Regions from separate parts of the Mus musculus genome. Here region 2 is linked to region 1. The links are chromatin contacts, called in public Hi-C maps. All regions are on one chromosome and are shown on one strand. Each heading gives the region's core, a stretch centred on a gene start, on an enhancer-like site or on the middle of the called end of the contact. The rest is flanking DNA. Distances are from core to core; before and after follow the strand shown.

The links. A called contact is a pair of places that touch in the nucleus more often than the background predicts.
Region 2: a contact with region 1 is called in a Hi-C map of Sertoli cells, with 2.4 times the contacts expected there. The contact joins the enhancer-like site here to the promoter of Nup210l in region 1. A contact is called at or near these places in 7 of 39 promoter capture datasets (the 3T3-L1 cell line, the C10 cell line, cranial neural crest and 4 more), 2 of 15 datasets of contacts at CTCF or cohesin (large pre-B cells and pro-B cells), 44 of 484 Hi-C or Micro-C datasets (the 63-12 cell line, B cells, the C10 cell line and 27 more), 6 of 115 datasets of contacts at active chromatin or transcription factors (bone marrow-derived dendritic cells, embryonic stem cells and pro-B cells) and 5 of 9 other capture datasets (adipose tissue, embryonic stem cells, liver and 2 more).

What each region holds. Positions count from the first base shown.
Region 1 is chr3:90,098,843-90,106,793 of GRCm38.p6, forward strand. It overlaps Nup210l (nucleoporin 210-like), which reads left to right and starts at 5,296. Exons shown (of 40, transcript NM_029937.2): 1 at 5,296-5,515. The coding sequence starts at 5,325. It also overlaps a transcript of Tpm3 not described here.
Region 2 is chr3:90,191,161-90,199,111 of GRCm38.p6, forward strand. It overlaps Nup210l (nucleoporin 210-like), which reads left to right. Exons shown (of 40, transcript NM_029937.2): 32 at 1,795-2,012; 33 at 6,891-7,027. It overlaps Gm24185 (a small nuclear RNA gene), which reads left to right and starts at 7,522; the gene lies at 7,522-7,626. Within about 2 kb of position 4,696, at least 13 of the 459 cell types and tissues checked have an H3K27ac peak or open chromatin away from gene starts, as enhancers often do. A contact at or near this core is called in Sertoli cells and granulosa cells, where this site is marked.

The DNA of each region.
Region 1 (7,951 bases), core at 4,046-6,545:
AGGGATGGGCAAGAAGGGTGTGTGGTATGAAAAGGGGCCTGACTTGGGCCTTTTTCTTCCCTTCCCTGAAGCTCTGCGGTTTACTTGCTAGGCAGGTTAATGCTTGGTGTCCTGCCACCAGGCTTTCTTCCTGATAGTTTTCCTTCTTGCTGCTTTTGTGTTTAATTGTAAGTCACTCTCCGAGTCAGCTCTGTTGATAACTTTGCTAAAATCTCAGTGGGGCTTTACTGACAAGAATGCGTCTGGGTCGTATTTATTCTCCTTGACCTGAGGACTCCTGTCCTCTTCACTCTGAAGAAAGTACCTACTGTAGGAGGATCCTGTGCCCTTTACTTGAGATTTTGATCTTTGTCCTTGTCTGGAGTGGTCACACTCTACTGTGGCATTTCAAATAGGTATTGACCTGTGAACAGACCCGGTGGGTGGGCGCCTGGTGCTTTCAACCGGATCCTTCTGGGACCGAAAGCTGAATAATGCCTTTTGGTTGCCTGTGGGAGGGAGATGAAATGGCGGATAAGCTGAGCTCCCTCCCCCGGGCAGGAGAGAAACTCTTTGGCTTCAGTAGGCAAGCCAGAGACCCCACAGAACCCAGGTGTGCAGTAGCTGCCTTCTGTACCTTCCTTGCAACTGGAGCAAGTCTCAGAACTTGGACCTTTGCTTAACTTCTCTTCTTTATTTCCACTAGATAAACTGAAGTGCACCAAAGAGGAGCATCTCTGTACACAAAGGATGCTGGACCAGACCCTGCTGGACCTGAACGAGATGTAGACCTCCCCATCCCTGCCCCGCGGCCATTCCTCCCTCTGACCTTGACTCCGCCAGAGGCCAGCCTCCCTGAAGCTGACCTTGAAACTGAGGGCTGATCTTTTTAACTGAAGGCTGCTTTCCCTCCTGCCACCCCCTTTTACTACCCCTCTTGTCTTTTTCACAAAACTGTGTCAGCCTTTTCCCAGAGTTCCAGTTGGAGGGGCTGAACACCTTTGGGAACAATATTTAAGGGAATGTGAGCACAACGCAGTGTCTTCAATGCAGTTGTGATACGCACATTGTGATTACTTTCTGTCTTAGCAACCATTTTTAACATTCCAAGCACTTCTGCCGCTTGGAGCAGCACATTTTAGCCTAATGGATACTGTCTCGCCATGGAGGAGAAACCCAGGATTGGGCCTGCCTTCCTGAGAGCCAGCAGAGCCCAGGCAGGCTCCACTGTGGGAGACCTCAGTGCTCTGCACCAACTCTTAGCCAAACAACAGGGGGATTCTAGGAAGTTAGCCAAAAACAAAAACTGTTCTGGGCTGTGAAGGTTTTCAGCTTTGGTGTCTTTGAACAATTTTACACTTATTTTTATTTTTTACTTTTTCCATCAGATGTGACCAAATAAGACAATGAGACGTCTGAGACAGCCCCACCTCCCAGGGCCTCATGCATGTTAGTTAGGCAAGCGTGCTACCGTTCAGCCCCAGCCCTGAGCCCAAACTTATCGCAGCTCTACCCCTTTCCTAACTGCTCAAAGATGGATCATGCCGCCCCTTAGTGTTGTGGAGACCTCTTAGAGGTCACCTGCCCCCAAGGGAGACAGAGAAAGGAAAATTATGTTTGTGCCACTGATTTAGCCACATGAACATCATCTCATCGCCCTCTCCTGAAGCTGCGGTCTCTAAAGTGCCATCTCATTGTGCTTTGTATCAGTCAGTGCTGGAGAAATCTTGAATAGCTTATGTGTAAAAAAACAAAAAACAAAAAAAAAACTTTTTAAATTTTATATTATTTTGAAGTTTTGTTTTTGGGGGGTTGGGTTAGCTTGGCCAAGCCATTGACTGTGAGAATTCTTTGCAGTCTGTGAGCTAGTGGTGTGCTGATCTTTCAAGTGTCCCCACCCAATTGCCATGTTCAGGTGGTTTCTTCTCGGCCTGTTAGGTGGGCACCCTGCAGATTCCTGGCTTGTTTGTACTCTCCTCCGACCGACCGACCGGAGAAAGAGAACCCCGCAGTGCAACTGTTTTGATACTGAATATCGATAAGTGACATTTTGAAATAAAGAACCAGTCCCTCCACGATCAGACCGGCTTGACTTTGTTAAACGAGGTGCGCTTTCTCCACGGTTTACGGACCCTGTTGGCAGTCTTTGTGGCTGACAGCGGACAGACTTAACATAGAGCACACAAAAATAGCATGGGTTCAGAATCTGCCTGTGGGGTTTAGGAGGTAGCACCCTTGGTAAAGTGATCACCCAAGCACCAAGACTGAGTTAGGTTTCCAGCACCCATATAAAGACTAAGCACAGCACACGGTCTGTAGTCCCAGCCCACTAGACTAGACAGGAGCATCCCCCGAGCTTACTCACCAGCCAGTTAGCCACTCAATAAACTTCAAGTTCAGTTCAGACCCTCAAACGCTTGGACATGGCACTGTACACCTTGAGTCCCAGCACTCAGGAGGCAGAGGCCAGCCTGGTTTATGTAGTAGTTTCAGGACAGCCAGGGCTACACAGAGAAACCATGTCTTGGGGAAAAAAAAAAAGAGACCTGTCTCCAAAAATGATGGAGTCCTGGAGAGGTGCCTTGGGGATTGGGAACACCTGCTTCTGCCGGGGCGAGCACTGGCTTTGCCCCCAATGATTCCAGTTCCAGGGGATCTGAGGGCTTCTGTACTTAAAAAAGCTCACAAATACAGTAGGATCCACCCCCACCCCACCCCCAGACAGGGTTTCTCTGTGTAGCCTTGGCTGTCCTGGAACTCACTCTGTAGACCAGGCTGCCTCCCAAGTGCTGGGATTAAAGGTGTGCACCAATACGCCCGGCTGCAGTAGGATTTTTATTTTATTTTTTAATGAGACAGGGATTCTATGCCAGGCTATCCTAGAACTCACTATATAGACAAACTGCCCTCAAATTCAAAAGAGCTCTGCTTGCCTCTGCTGCTTCCCAAGTTCTGGGATATTGAAAAAAAATTTTTTTTTAAATTAGCATTTGCGTGAAGTATATAGGGTTGGTTTCTGTCTTCTACATAAGCACTTTTACTTTCATTTTCTGTTTTGAGATAGTTTGAGTACATAGCTCTGGCTAGCCTAGTACCTAATGTAAACTAGGGTGTCAAACTCAGATTTACCTGTTGGCTTTCCAGCTTCTGGAGTTAAAGGGACAAGCTACCGTGTGTAGCTTTACTGTTGCTTTTTTTTTTTTTTTAAGATCTATTTATTTCATGTATGTGAGTTCATGAAATAAATAGTGATAGTACACTGTCACTATCTTCAGACACACCAGAAGAGGGCACCGGGTCACCATTACAGATGGTTGTGAGCCACTATGTGGTTCCTGGGAATTGAACTCAGGACCTCTGGAAGAGCAATCAGTGCTTTTAACCGCTCAGCCATCTTTCCAGCCCCATGTGTAGCTTTAAAGTATTTCTCTTATAAACATTGTTACTGTTTTTTGGTTTGGTTTGGTTTGGTTTGGTTTGGTTTTTGTTTTTGAGACAGTTTCTCCATGTAGTCCTGGCTGTCTTGGAACTCACTACATAGACCTGGCAGGCCTAGCACTCAGAACAGCTTGCCTTTGCATACTGAGTGCTGGGGTTAAAAGGTGTGCACCCTTGACTCCCTGCACTTAAATTCCTGGGTGTGCCAGACATGAAGGCTGATTGCTGTAATTCCAGCAAGGGTGGGGCGATCAGGGCCAAGATGGGATTACTACAAAGATGAGGCCATTCTGGGCTGCATAATAAATTCCAGATCAGCCTGGACTATAAAGTGAAACAGCCTCTAATCACGGGTAGCTGGTGAGATGGCTCAGTGGTTCAAGGCACCTGCCGGCCAAGCCTAACGACCTGAGTTTGGTCTACACAGTGAAAAGACTGATTCTTGCTGGTCAGCTTCTGATGGCTACACTCATGCAGTGGCATGCAGGTACCAACATGTGTAGCCACATGCACACCCGGATGTTAAAGTCAGGGTGGAAGTATGTCCAGTTTCAATCTTTAAGTGCCATCACTTAGAGAATGGAGGCAACGTGGAGACATCACATGATCTAACAGACTGAAGTACACACTTGTCATCATCACAACCTTATGAACTCCATGGGCTTAGCCTCCTTAAGACAATGCTACTCACACTCCTGAATATTCTTTTGAGTACTTGGAGAAAACAGGGTTTTTTAGATTTGTTTATGCTCTGTGTAGGAAGGGGATTTCATGGTATCTTCCTCAATCAGTTTTCTCTCCTCGAGGCAGGGGGTTCTCACTGAGTTTGGTGTTCACAGAGTCAGCTAGACTGGCTGATGACACTCAAGCTCCTTCTGTATTTGCCACCCCAGTGTGCTGGGATGAGGGCCATGCTGTGCCCTCTTTTTTATTTTGGGTGCTGGGAGCTCAAGTCATCATTCTTGTATGACAAGGAATTCACTGGACACCAGTGAACTGAATGGAGAGGGTGTTATTTTTTTTAAACTAGACTTGATCCTCCTGTCTCAGCCTCCTGATGACTGAGATTATGGGTGTGTGGTACCACATCCTACTAGAAAACAAGTGCTCCCAGGGGGTCATTTGCTGAGTCAGGTTGTTTGAGACAATGGCTTTTCATGTTGCTTCTGAGGCCCCTGTCTGGCGCTACCTGAACTGTGGCCTTGAAGCAGGACATAAATCCGATTCCCAGTAAAAATAACACTTGCCTTGACAAAGGGCAGCTGTTTATGCTAGAGATGAATTTTTTTTTCCATTTAGAACCCTAGACTAATGCTGACTGGAAATTACTTTTATTTTTTTATAAGACAGGGTTTCTCTGTGTAGCCCTGGCTGTTCTGAAATGCAACTCTGTAGACCAGGCTGGCCTCAAACTCAGAGATGGCTTATCTCTGCCTCTTAAGTGCTGGGATAAAAGGCGTGCGCCGTCACACTTGGCTGGAAATTACTTCAATGTTTAAAATTAAATAACTTGTTTCTTGTATTTAATAGTGGGGGTTGAACCCAGACCTTTGTATACACGACCCACAAGTTTTGCCCTAGTTTCTCTGTCCTATTTTATTAAAAAATAAAAATAGAGTCAAACAATAGACAACAATGTTGAGGAGTTGAGATGGGGAGGCTGGTTGAGTTTTTAGACCTTTCTGTCTGGTTCTTTGCTAGTAAAATCTACCCTCAAATATTTAGTAAAATGGCTCCTTGGGTCTCTGCTCGAAATTTCTATAAAGTAGCTTTTTGGTGCACTTAAGTACCCACAATTCTTAGCAAGAAAGGCACCCCCCACCCCCGCTGACGTCGTGGCTGCTGATTGGTTGGTGTTGGTGCTGGCCACCTGTAGTTGAGTGGGAAGCTGAGACCAGGCAGTCGCCATGATTGCCTTTGGGGCTCCGCGACGCCGAAGCTTCGGGCTCCTTTTCTCCTTGGCTCCACACCTCTTCTTCCTGTTTTTAATTGGGACCCTGGCCAACAAACTCAATGTGCCTCAAGTGTTACTACCTTTCAGCCGGGAGCCAGGCCGGGTGCCCTTCTTGCTAGAGGCGCAGCGGGGCTGCTACATCTGGTGAGCGAACCGGGTGCAGAGATCTCGACACCACAGTGAAGAGGAAAAGGATTACAGGAATCTGATGTGGTCTCACCATGTGGAGGGGCCTGTATGTGGCATCCTTGGGTGGGATATAATAAGTTGTGAGGCTTTTTAAGGAAAACAAAAAACAAAAACCACCACCACCAACAACAAAAAAACAAAACAAAACTAGGATGGAATTCTGCCTCCCTGTTGAGACACATCTGTTGGCATAGGCAAGTCCCGTGTCAGACAGACACTGCTGGCATTCATTTGCCCCAATTTGAAGGATTTATAATGGAAACGGAATCAGGTGAAGTGAGAGCCACGTTAGGAGACCCTGACAACAACCACCAAGCTAGAATAATAAGACACAATTCATCATGCATGGAGACGCGATCTGCCTGTCCAGCAGATCAACTGTCCAGGGGATTCAGTTGAAGTGGGAAGATGGGTAGTCTAAAATGGGCGTGGTGGCACACGCCTTTAATCCCAGCACTCGGGAGGCAGAGGCGGGCGGATTTCTGAGTTCGAGGCCAGCCTGGTCTACAGAGTGAATTCCAGGACAGCCAGGGCAACACAAGAGAAATCCTGTCTCGAAAAACCAAAAAAAAAAAAAAAAAAAAAGATGGGTAGCCCACTCTGGGAAAACGACTATCAACTTCCTGAGTATAAGAGAACTCAGTGGCGGGTGACCTGGTTACATGAACTGTAGGGAATTTAACCAAAGGAAGCCCTTGGATACCAGAACATTTATTCTAAGTGAAAGAGATTTCCCCTTCCTGTAACTTTGCAGATCGGAGAGTTGGATGCGCCTGCTAGCCAGCCCTCTACTTAGGAACTACATCCCTAGCCCTTTCCCTACCCTCTATGAGAAACACTGAAGTTTTTATTCCCGAGTACAAGAACTTCTACACTCATGAAGTATAAGGATCTTAGTCTTGTAGGCAACCCAGTGTGATGTTCATCATTCGGGATTTGTTCTAGTATTGAGAGCTTTCCATCCGTCCAAGATGCTAGTAATTATTTTGTATTCTTGTTTGGTCTCAGAATGTAGGCAACTTTCCATTTGAGATAACAGCTCCATTTCTAGGTTTGCAGGGAATTATTTTCCAAGGTAAGAGGAAGCTTTGTCTTGTTGCAAACACAGCCTCAGTGCTATTTTCCCACACAGTGCTATTTTCTTAGTGTACATATATACATGTATTTCTCTCTCTCTTTTCTTTCTTTCTTTCTTTCTTTCTTTCTTTCTTTCTTTCTTTCTTTCTTTCTTTCTTTCTTTCTTCCTTCCTTCCTTCCTTCCTTCCTTCCTTTCTTTCTTTTATATATGTGCGTATACTGTCACTTTCTTCAGACACACCAGAAGAGGGCATCAGATCCCATTACAAATGGTTATGAGTCACCGTGTGGTTGCTGGGAATTGAACTTAGGTCTTCTGGAAGAACAGGCAGTGCTCTTAACTGCTGAGCCATCCCTCGAGCCATATTTTGTTTTTTTGAGACAGGGTTTCTCTGTGCAACCCTAACTGTCCTGGAATTTGCACCATAGACCAGGCTGGCCTTGAATTCGGAGTTCTGCCTACCTCTGCCCTCAAAGTGGTAGGATTCAAGGTGTGAGCTACCATTGCCTGGCGTGAGTTCTTTCTTTCTTTCTTTCTTTCTTTCTTTCTTTCTTTCTTTCTTTCTTATCTTTCTTTCTTTTTTCCTTCCTTCCTTCCTTCCTTTCTTTCTTTCTTTCTTTCTTTCTTCCTTTCTTTCTTTCTTTTTTCTTCCTTCCTTCCTTTCCTTCTTTCCTTCTTTGGAATAGGTAGGTTTATTATTAATGTACCATTGGTAGACATAAAACCCAACAGCCCTCTGCCTCAACAAGGAAACTGAGAAAATATTAGCAAAAAGAGCCTACAGTAGGGAGTCAGAAACCCTATGACATGCCCTCTGCAGAGAGAGGTACCCAGAAAAGAGTGTGAAACTCTTCAAGGCTTCCAAAATTTTGGGGAGTCCAGGGTCATTTTGGTAGGTCTCCTTGGGTTCTTCCTGGTGGTCCCTTTTGGTGTCAAGTGGTAACTGTACATTTCCCAAGTCTTGTACAAGCAGTTTGTTAGCACTAATTCTTTTGGAAGAATTCAGCAAGTACTTCCACACTAACCCTTGGTTCAGCTTTGATCTGTGGGCCTTAGACAACTGCTTAAGCTCTGTCTCACGCCCTTTCTTGAAGAACCAAATCCTGATATCTCCTTTTGTCAGTTTGAGTGCAGTAGCCAAGGCCTCCAGAGTCTTCTTGTTAGGGTTGGGTTCTGTCTTGTGAGTCCTATTTTAAACATCGTGGGAGAATTACATTTTAGATCTTTGCACAAGTGATCATTGGGAAGTGGTTCTTGTCATTCTCCAGTTTTAATTCTTGTGTCATCTAACAGTGGTTCTGTAGAGTATCCTC
Region 2 (7,951 bases), core at 3,446-5,945, 92 kb after region 1:
ATGAAAATAATGAGCCACGGGTGGTAATACAGGCGTGGAATTCCTGGAATAAGGAATGTGGAGTGGGAAATCTCTGAGTCAAAGCAAGCAGAGCAAGCATGGACTCCATGCTTAGCAATGAGTTCCAGTCCAACGTGGGCTACAGAGTATAATCCTGTTCTAAAGTGCAGGAGGCTGAGATGACTAGAAATATAGCTTAGAGGTAGAACACTCCTAATACGTGCAAAGCAATGGTTTGTTCTCAGCAACACACACACACACACACACACACACACACACACACACACAAGAGCCAGAACCAATTAAAGAGTGTCCTCAGCTGGGCTTGATGCCTGTAATCACAGTACTTAGAAGGATGACACAGGAGGATTGCCATGAGATAAGGCAGTTCAAATTGGCTAGAGAGATGGCTCAGCAGCTCAGAGTGCTTACGGTACTTGCAGAGAACTGAATTCAGTTCCCTAGCATCCACATCAGGAAAGTCCCAACCACATGTAACTCCAGTTCCAGGGGATCCAGTGTTCTCTTCAGCCTCTGTGTGTGGCCACACACACACACACACACACACACACACACACACAAATATAACGGTATTTTTGAGAGAATATTGTCAGCCCTTGATCCCAGCACTCTGTAGGCAGAAACAGGCCAGCCTGGTCTACATAGCAAGGCCAGTGCTTCCTAGGGCTCTATAGTGAGACCTTGTTTCAAAAACAAAACGATGCTGTTAATTAAGAAAGTGTGGAGTAGATTTTGAATCTTCAAGTGTTAATTAACAAAATGTACACAGGAACTACCTGTTATTATCGAGAGCCTCTCAGTGCATTCCTTCTTGGAGCCCCTCACACTCAGGAACTGTTTCTTGTTGTCCCTAATAAATCTTTCATTTAAAATAAAATAGACAGCTTGACTCAAGCCAGATGTTATGACACTCCCATAATCCCAGGACATTTCTTGAGAGATGGAGGCAGGAGGATCAGGAATACTGTGATATTCTCAACTACACAGAAGTTTGAGGCTAGCCTATACTATATGAAACTGTCTCAAAACAATACAAAAAAAAAAGTTTTATTGTGACAAGATGTGGTATTGAAAACCTTTAATCCCAGCATTCAGGAGGCAGAAGCAGGCAGCCAGCCTGCTGTGAGCCCGAAGCCAGCCTGATTTGGATAGCAAGTTCCAGGACAGCTGGGGCTGCATAGTAAGACCCTGTCTTTAAAAACAAAACAAAGAACCTTTATTAGCAAGAGCCAAGTGTGTCTTTAATCCCAGCACTTAGGCAGCCCATACCTACAATCCTAGAATTTGGGAGGTGGAGGCAGGAGGATCAGAAATTTGAGGTCATCCTGAGCTACATACAAGATCAAGGAGAGCCTGGATTACCTGGGACCCTCTCTCAATGAGGTGGCTCAGCAAGGCACTGGCTGCCAAGCCTGATGACCTAAATTCTATTTCCAGGTCCCACATAGTGAAAGGACAGAATGCCCTAAAAATTGTCCTCTGACTATCATGCCCATCACATACAGAGAGACAATTAATAAGAACTTTGAAACAAACTTATGGTAGGTTCTCTCCCCCTCGATCTTTTCCTATGTAGTATCTCTCTATAAGAATTGTTCATTTGTTTGGGACAGGATCTTGCTTTGTATTTCTGGCTAGCCTAGTATTCACTATATACACCAAACTGCTTTCTGCTGGCAGCTGGGCCTTCTGCATGCTGGCCCAACATCCCATCCCCGAATGGATGCTCAGCTGCTCTTTTCTGACACTTCTGCCTTTCGTGTCTGCCTTCAGAGATGACTTGCTGCTTATTGGACCAGGAAACAGAAACTATACATATATGGCCCAGGCTGTGAATAAAGGAGTGACAGTTGTGGGGCTTTGGGACCAAAGACATCCTGGCATGGCAGACTACATCCCTGTTGCTGTAGAACATGCCATTGAGCCAGACACCAAGCTTATCTTTGTTGGAGATGTCATCTGCTTCAGCACTCAGCTTGTCAATCAGCATGGTGGGTATATGTCTCCTTAACCACAAGCAGAAGACAGTTCTGTTGAGTGGGGTGGTGCACACCTTTATTCCCAGCACTAGGGAGGCAGAGGAAAGTGGATCTCTGTGAGCTTGAGGCCAGTCTGATCCGTATAACCTGTTCCAGATTAGCTAGGGCTATATAATGAGACCCTGTCCCTCCAGCACCCCAAAAAGTATTTATTTATTTTGTTTCTAAGGACATTTATGTATTTGTGTGTGGGGACAAGAACAAGTTGGGGGACTTGGACCCCAGGGATTGGACTCAGGTTAGTGGCAGGAGCCCTTGCCTGCTGAGCTATCTGATGGTTTAGAGCATTTCATTATTGGGCATTCTAGCTGAATGACCATTTTTCTCAATAACCAATTAAAGTTGACTAGTAGCACTTATCAGCTGTCTACTGAACACAACTTTATATTCTATAATGTAGATAATCTGGGGTACTTTGTGTTCATCTCATCTTCTGAAGGAAGGTAAGTAACTTCTAGGTTAAAATTAATAAAAGTGCCAGGCTGGTGGCACACACCTTTGATCCCTGCACTCGGGAGGCAAAGGTAGGCGGATCTCTATGAGTTCAAGGCCACTCTGGTCTACAAAGTGAATTCCAGTACAGCCAAGGCTACACAGAGAAATCCTGTCTCTAAAAACTAAATAAAATAAAATATAAATATAAAAGCTGGAATAGAAAGATAGCTCCATGATTAAGAGCACTTTTTTTTTAAAGAACACTTCTTATTCTTAATAGGACCTGAGTTCAATTCCCAGTGCCCACATGGTGGCTCACAACCGTCTGTAACTCCCTCCTCCTACCTCCATTGGAAACAGGCATATATGTAGTGTACATATGTGCATGTAGGCAAAACATTCATATACAAAATTTAAAAGTATACAAATATTTAAAATTATAATAATAAAAGAAAAAATCAATGGGGTTTTAGTTTTGGGAACCAAGTATACACACACACACACACACACACACACACACTGTTCCATGAGGCAACAATCAAGGCAAGCACTAATCCAATGTCTGATCGATTACTGTGGTAAGTTTATGGAGCCCAAGTTCGTGCATGCACTCATTGAATGTATGGTGTATATGGCCCGGCACACATGTGAAGGTCAGAGGACAACTTGGTGGGGTTGGTTCTTCCTTCCACAGGGAACTCAGGGATCAAATTCAGGTCATGAGGGGCTGGCGAGATGGCTCAGTGGTTAAGAGCGCTGCCTGCTCTTCCGAAGGTCCCGAGTTTAAATCCCAGCAACCACATGGTGGCTCACAACCATCCATAATGAGATCTGATGCCCTCTTCTGGAGTATCTGAGGACAGCTACAGTGTACTTACATATAATAAATAAATAAATCTTAAAAAAAAAAATTCAGGTCATGAGGCTTGCAGAGCAAGCACTTGCACTATCCTAGCCAAACCATTTGCTATCCCTAAACTATCTTGACCTGCAAAACATTTCTATTGCAAGGAAGTTTTATTAAGTTCAATAAAAATGATAGAAAATTATTCCTTGGGTTCAATCCCTAGCATCCAAAAATAAAAAGTAAATCTCTCCTTGGCTAGGCAATGTTAATTTTTTGGCTTTACAGACAGTACAACTGAAAGTGGTACGTATTGCCACAAGTCATCTGTTGTGGAGCACTGTTCTCTAAGCATACAGCCATCGTTTGTATCAGAGCAGTGGGACTCCTAGGAAACCCCTACGTCAGACTTTTTCATTGGAATGTTGCCTCATTAGAAGAAAGTGCTAGAGGGGGTCATTGGAGCCTCACTCTTGGGACCTCACAGTTAGTTGTTTGTAATTCTGCCCTAATTGCATACAACCTCCTAGTCTTAGGAGGTGCTAAAGTACAGACAGTGCCAAAGGCTCCCTGGGGGAGGGACCACATCTGTGCAGCTACATTAGTAGCTGCACATCCCAAGTAGGATTTTGATTTGTTTAGTCACTGGCGTCCTAGAAGAGGAGAGCAAAAAACAGTTATTTGTGACTTCCCAGGAAGGAGTTCCTGTAGACATCCTTGTCTGACTGGCTGGATGGTGTAGAGCTTTGGCTTTGGCCTCTTATAGTGAGAATTTTGGTTTCTTTGAAAAACACAAAAATGTTATAGGAGTATATTTTCATTGTATCCCAGTCGTGGGCTATGGTGCTGGTTCAGATTGTCCATAGCAGCTGACTATGGTTTGCAAGGGTGTGATTTTGCCAGTGACAAATAGTTTCTGCAATTGAGTGACATTTGGAATTCTGGGAACTTTTCAGAGGGTAATATGTGATAGAGCCCCAAGAGGTAGAGGAGGAGTTGGTGGTTGATTGCTGCTGGCCAGGGTTTGTTAAGTAGTTATGCACAAAGAAGAAAAAAGAAATCAGATATCCCGACAGCGAAGATCAGCAGGAAGTAGTCTAATGATAACATTGCCTCCTTTCCTCTCTACCCTTTTTTCTCTACCTAGTGTTGGGGGGGGGGTTAAAAGGTAGAAAAAGAGGTGTAGAGGGGTAGAAGAAAAAAGAATCCACAAAGTAGCAAAAGACAGCTCTAGCCTCTTTTCTGGGACTATGCAGAGTTCAGCGTGCAGACAGCACTGGATTTGACTCTAACATGCACTGCATGCTTTATACCAGTTACAAAGCTAGCTTTAATCACCAAGGTCAAATTATCCAGCCTTGGAGGTGACCTGCAATGACCAGTGGATAATCTTAGCCTGTGAGCTAAGCTTGCTTCAGAGTCAGTAATAAAAATTATAATTCCACAATTGGATGAAGCAAATGTTATTTAACATTTATGAGAGGGGGTGGGACATGGGTGGAGGTGTCATGATGCACTTCTGAAGGCCAGAGGACAACTTTCAAAAGTTAGTTTTCTCTTCTCTGCCACCGTGTGGGTCCTGAAAATTAACTCAGGTCATCAGGCTTCATAGCAAGTTCCTTTTCCTTCTGAGCATCTTGCCGGCCCCAAAAGCAAGGCTTTTTAGTTGGGTTTGTGCCAGAACCACCCTTCAGTTTTGCATTCTGGAATTTTGAAAGACAGCTAAGTCCATACTACAAAGGATAAGGAAGCAGAGGCCTACATGTTAGGATTAGAAATCCAGTCAGTGTCAGGTGTAGTGGCGCATGCCTTTAATCCCAGGATTTGGGAGTCAGAGGTAGGCAGATCTTCGTGTATTCAAGGCCACACCTGGTCTACATACCAAGTTTAGGATAGCCAAGGATACACAATAAGATCCTACCTCAAAAGAGAAAATGGGGATGGAGAGATGGCTCAGCAGTTAAGAGCATCCAGGTTCAGTTTGAAGGGATTCATGCTAGCCTGAACAAAGCAAATGTGACTCTGGCAGGCCTTGTCCTTCTCTCCCATTCCTTCGGCTTTGAAATAAATAAATTAATAAATAAATTAATTAATTTTTAAAAAGCTGTTAGATTGCATTACTAAAGCTAGCCACCAAGGTCTATTCCCTTATTTGGTCATTTCCTCCTCCTTATTTGGACATTTCCACTTCCTAAGGCTGACTACCAAGGTCCAGCTATAAAATTATTGAAGTTCAACAATCAAAAGCCCTCTTTAGGTAACCTAATTCACATGCCCAATTAAAATTAGACACGTCATCCTAACAAGGGGTTTCCCCTTTTACCTTATAAGCTGCCATTTATCTATGGGCTACATCTGTCTCCTCTCTATCCAGAGGCAGACCTTTGTCCCCACCAAAAAAAGAAAAAAAAATCCCTTCCCATCTTCCTTCCCCCTTTCCCCCTTCTCCTTCTATTCCCTGCCCTCTGTCTCTCTAAGACAAATATATCTCCTTTGTTCTGAGAATTTACTTGATCTTGAGGTGTCTTGAGCCAACAAGAGAGGTTCCCAACACCCACATGGTGGCTCACAAGCATCCATAACTGGGATTCCAGGGAATCTATTACCATCTTCTGTTGATTTTTTTGTTTTGTGTTTTGTATTTTGGTTTTGGTTCAGTTTGGTTTGGTTTAGTTTTAGCTGTTTTGTTTTGTTTGCCAAGAGTTTTCTGTGTAGCCCTAGCCCTCCTAGAACACTCTCTCTGTGAACCAGCTGGCTTCGAACTCAGAGAGCTACCTGCTTCCAGAATGCTAGGATTTGAGATTAAAGGCATATACTACCACACCCAAAAATGCCGTCTTCTGATCTCTGAGGGCACCAGCCATGTGTGGTACACAGACATACATGCAGGTAATACATATACATACAGACACTTAAAAAGTTTTTTAAAAATTAAAAGCTGGACATAATAACATATGCCTTTAATCTCAGCACTCAGGAGGCTGAGGCAGGCAGATCTCTTGAGTTCAAGGCTAGCCTAGTCTAAAGACCAAGTTCAAGGACAGCCAAGGCTATACAGAGAAACCCTGTCTCAAAAATAAACAAACCAACAAATAAGCAAGCAAGAACAACAACAACAACAACAAAGATTTGGAATATAACTTAACCTTTGGCATTCTTTTGCCACTGTGCAATTTAAACCAAATTAAACCAATCCTGCCTCTTGCCTCCTACCAGTCTGCACTTTGTCACCTTTGTCACCTTTGTCCTGTTGACATGAGCTCAAAGCAAATTTACGCTTAGCAAGATCTAATGAAGGTTTAATGCAGTTTCCCCTTTTTTCTAAGGTCAGCTAAGATTGTTCACCTCACTAGCTCATGTTATTCTGAGGGCAGTAAGTAGATTATGTGCTGCTGGCATGATATAGGAAGGGGAATCTGACATTCAGAAAGCTACCCACATTCTTGAAAACAGAGTGGTCCTGCATGCCTCTTGATTGAGACTTTGAATAAAGTAGTTTATGAATTTACACTGAAAATTGCAGCCAAGCACTTTCTCTGGTCTCTTCCCAGGTGAGCCTGGGGTGTGGATGATTTCTACCAACAATATTGTACAGACAGACACGGCCACTGGAGTAGGAGTGGCTAGGAACCCAGGAACTGCAACAATTTTTCATAACATCCCCGGAGTTGTGAAAACGTTTCGAGAGGTACTGCGAACTGCACCACAGCTCAAGATACTAGAGCGATGGTGCATTTATTCACTATACATGCAGAAAATATCCTAGGGTGGAAGTGCATTTGCTAACAGACACCAAAACAGTCAGCGAGCTGGGAAAACATTGCAGAGATAGAGAGAGCACTCGCTGGCACGCACAAGGCCCTCGCTTCCATACCCACCTAAAAACAAAACAAAAAAGCAATTCTTATTAATAGCAGTTAGAATTCTTCCCAGAACTATGACTAATATGATTTTTGTTCTAAGAGATCACTATGAGTGTTTGACTCAGGGTACATATTCTAAAATTGGATTGAGGGCTGGAGAGATGGCTCTGGGGTTAAAAGCACTGACTGCTCTTCCAGAGGTCCTGAGCTCAATTCCCAGCAACCACATGATAGCCCACAACCTATAATGGGATCCAATGCCCTTTTCTGGTGCACATGAGGACAGCGACAGTGTACCCACAAACATAAAATAAATAAATCTTAAAAAAATAAAAAATAAATAAAATTGGATCTATAAAAGAGAGAGTTAGCATGGCCCCTGCACAAGGAGGATACACAAATTCGTGAAGCATTCCATATTTGTATCGGGGGAGGGGATGTAACACCATGAGGACTGGGAGATAGCTCAGTAGGTAACCCAGAACCAATGCGAAAAGCCAGATGTGGGGATGCTCATCTGTAATCCAGTCCTCCTACTGTGAGACAGGAGGCAGAGACAGGAAATCTGTCTGATGCTTTCTTAGTAGCAGAAACAAGAGAGACCCTGCCTCAAAACAAGGAGGACAGAGTGAACCAACTCTGGAAAAGTTGCCCCTTAACTTCCACAGACATGCCATGGCATGCATGCACCCACATTCCCACATATAAAATAAATCTTAAATGGATCATTGTGAGTATGGTTCTACATG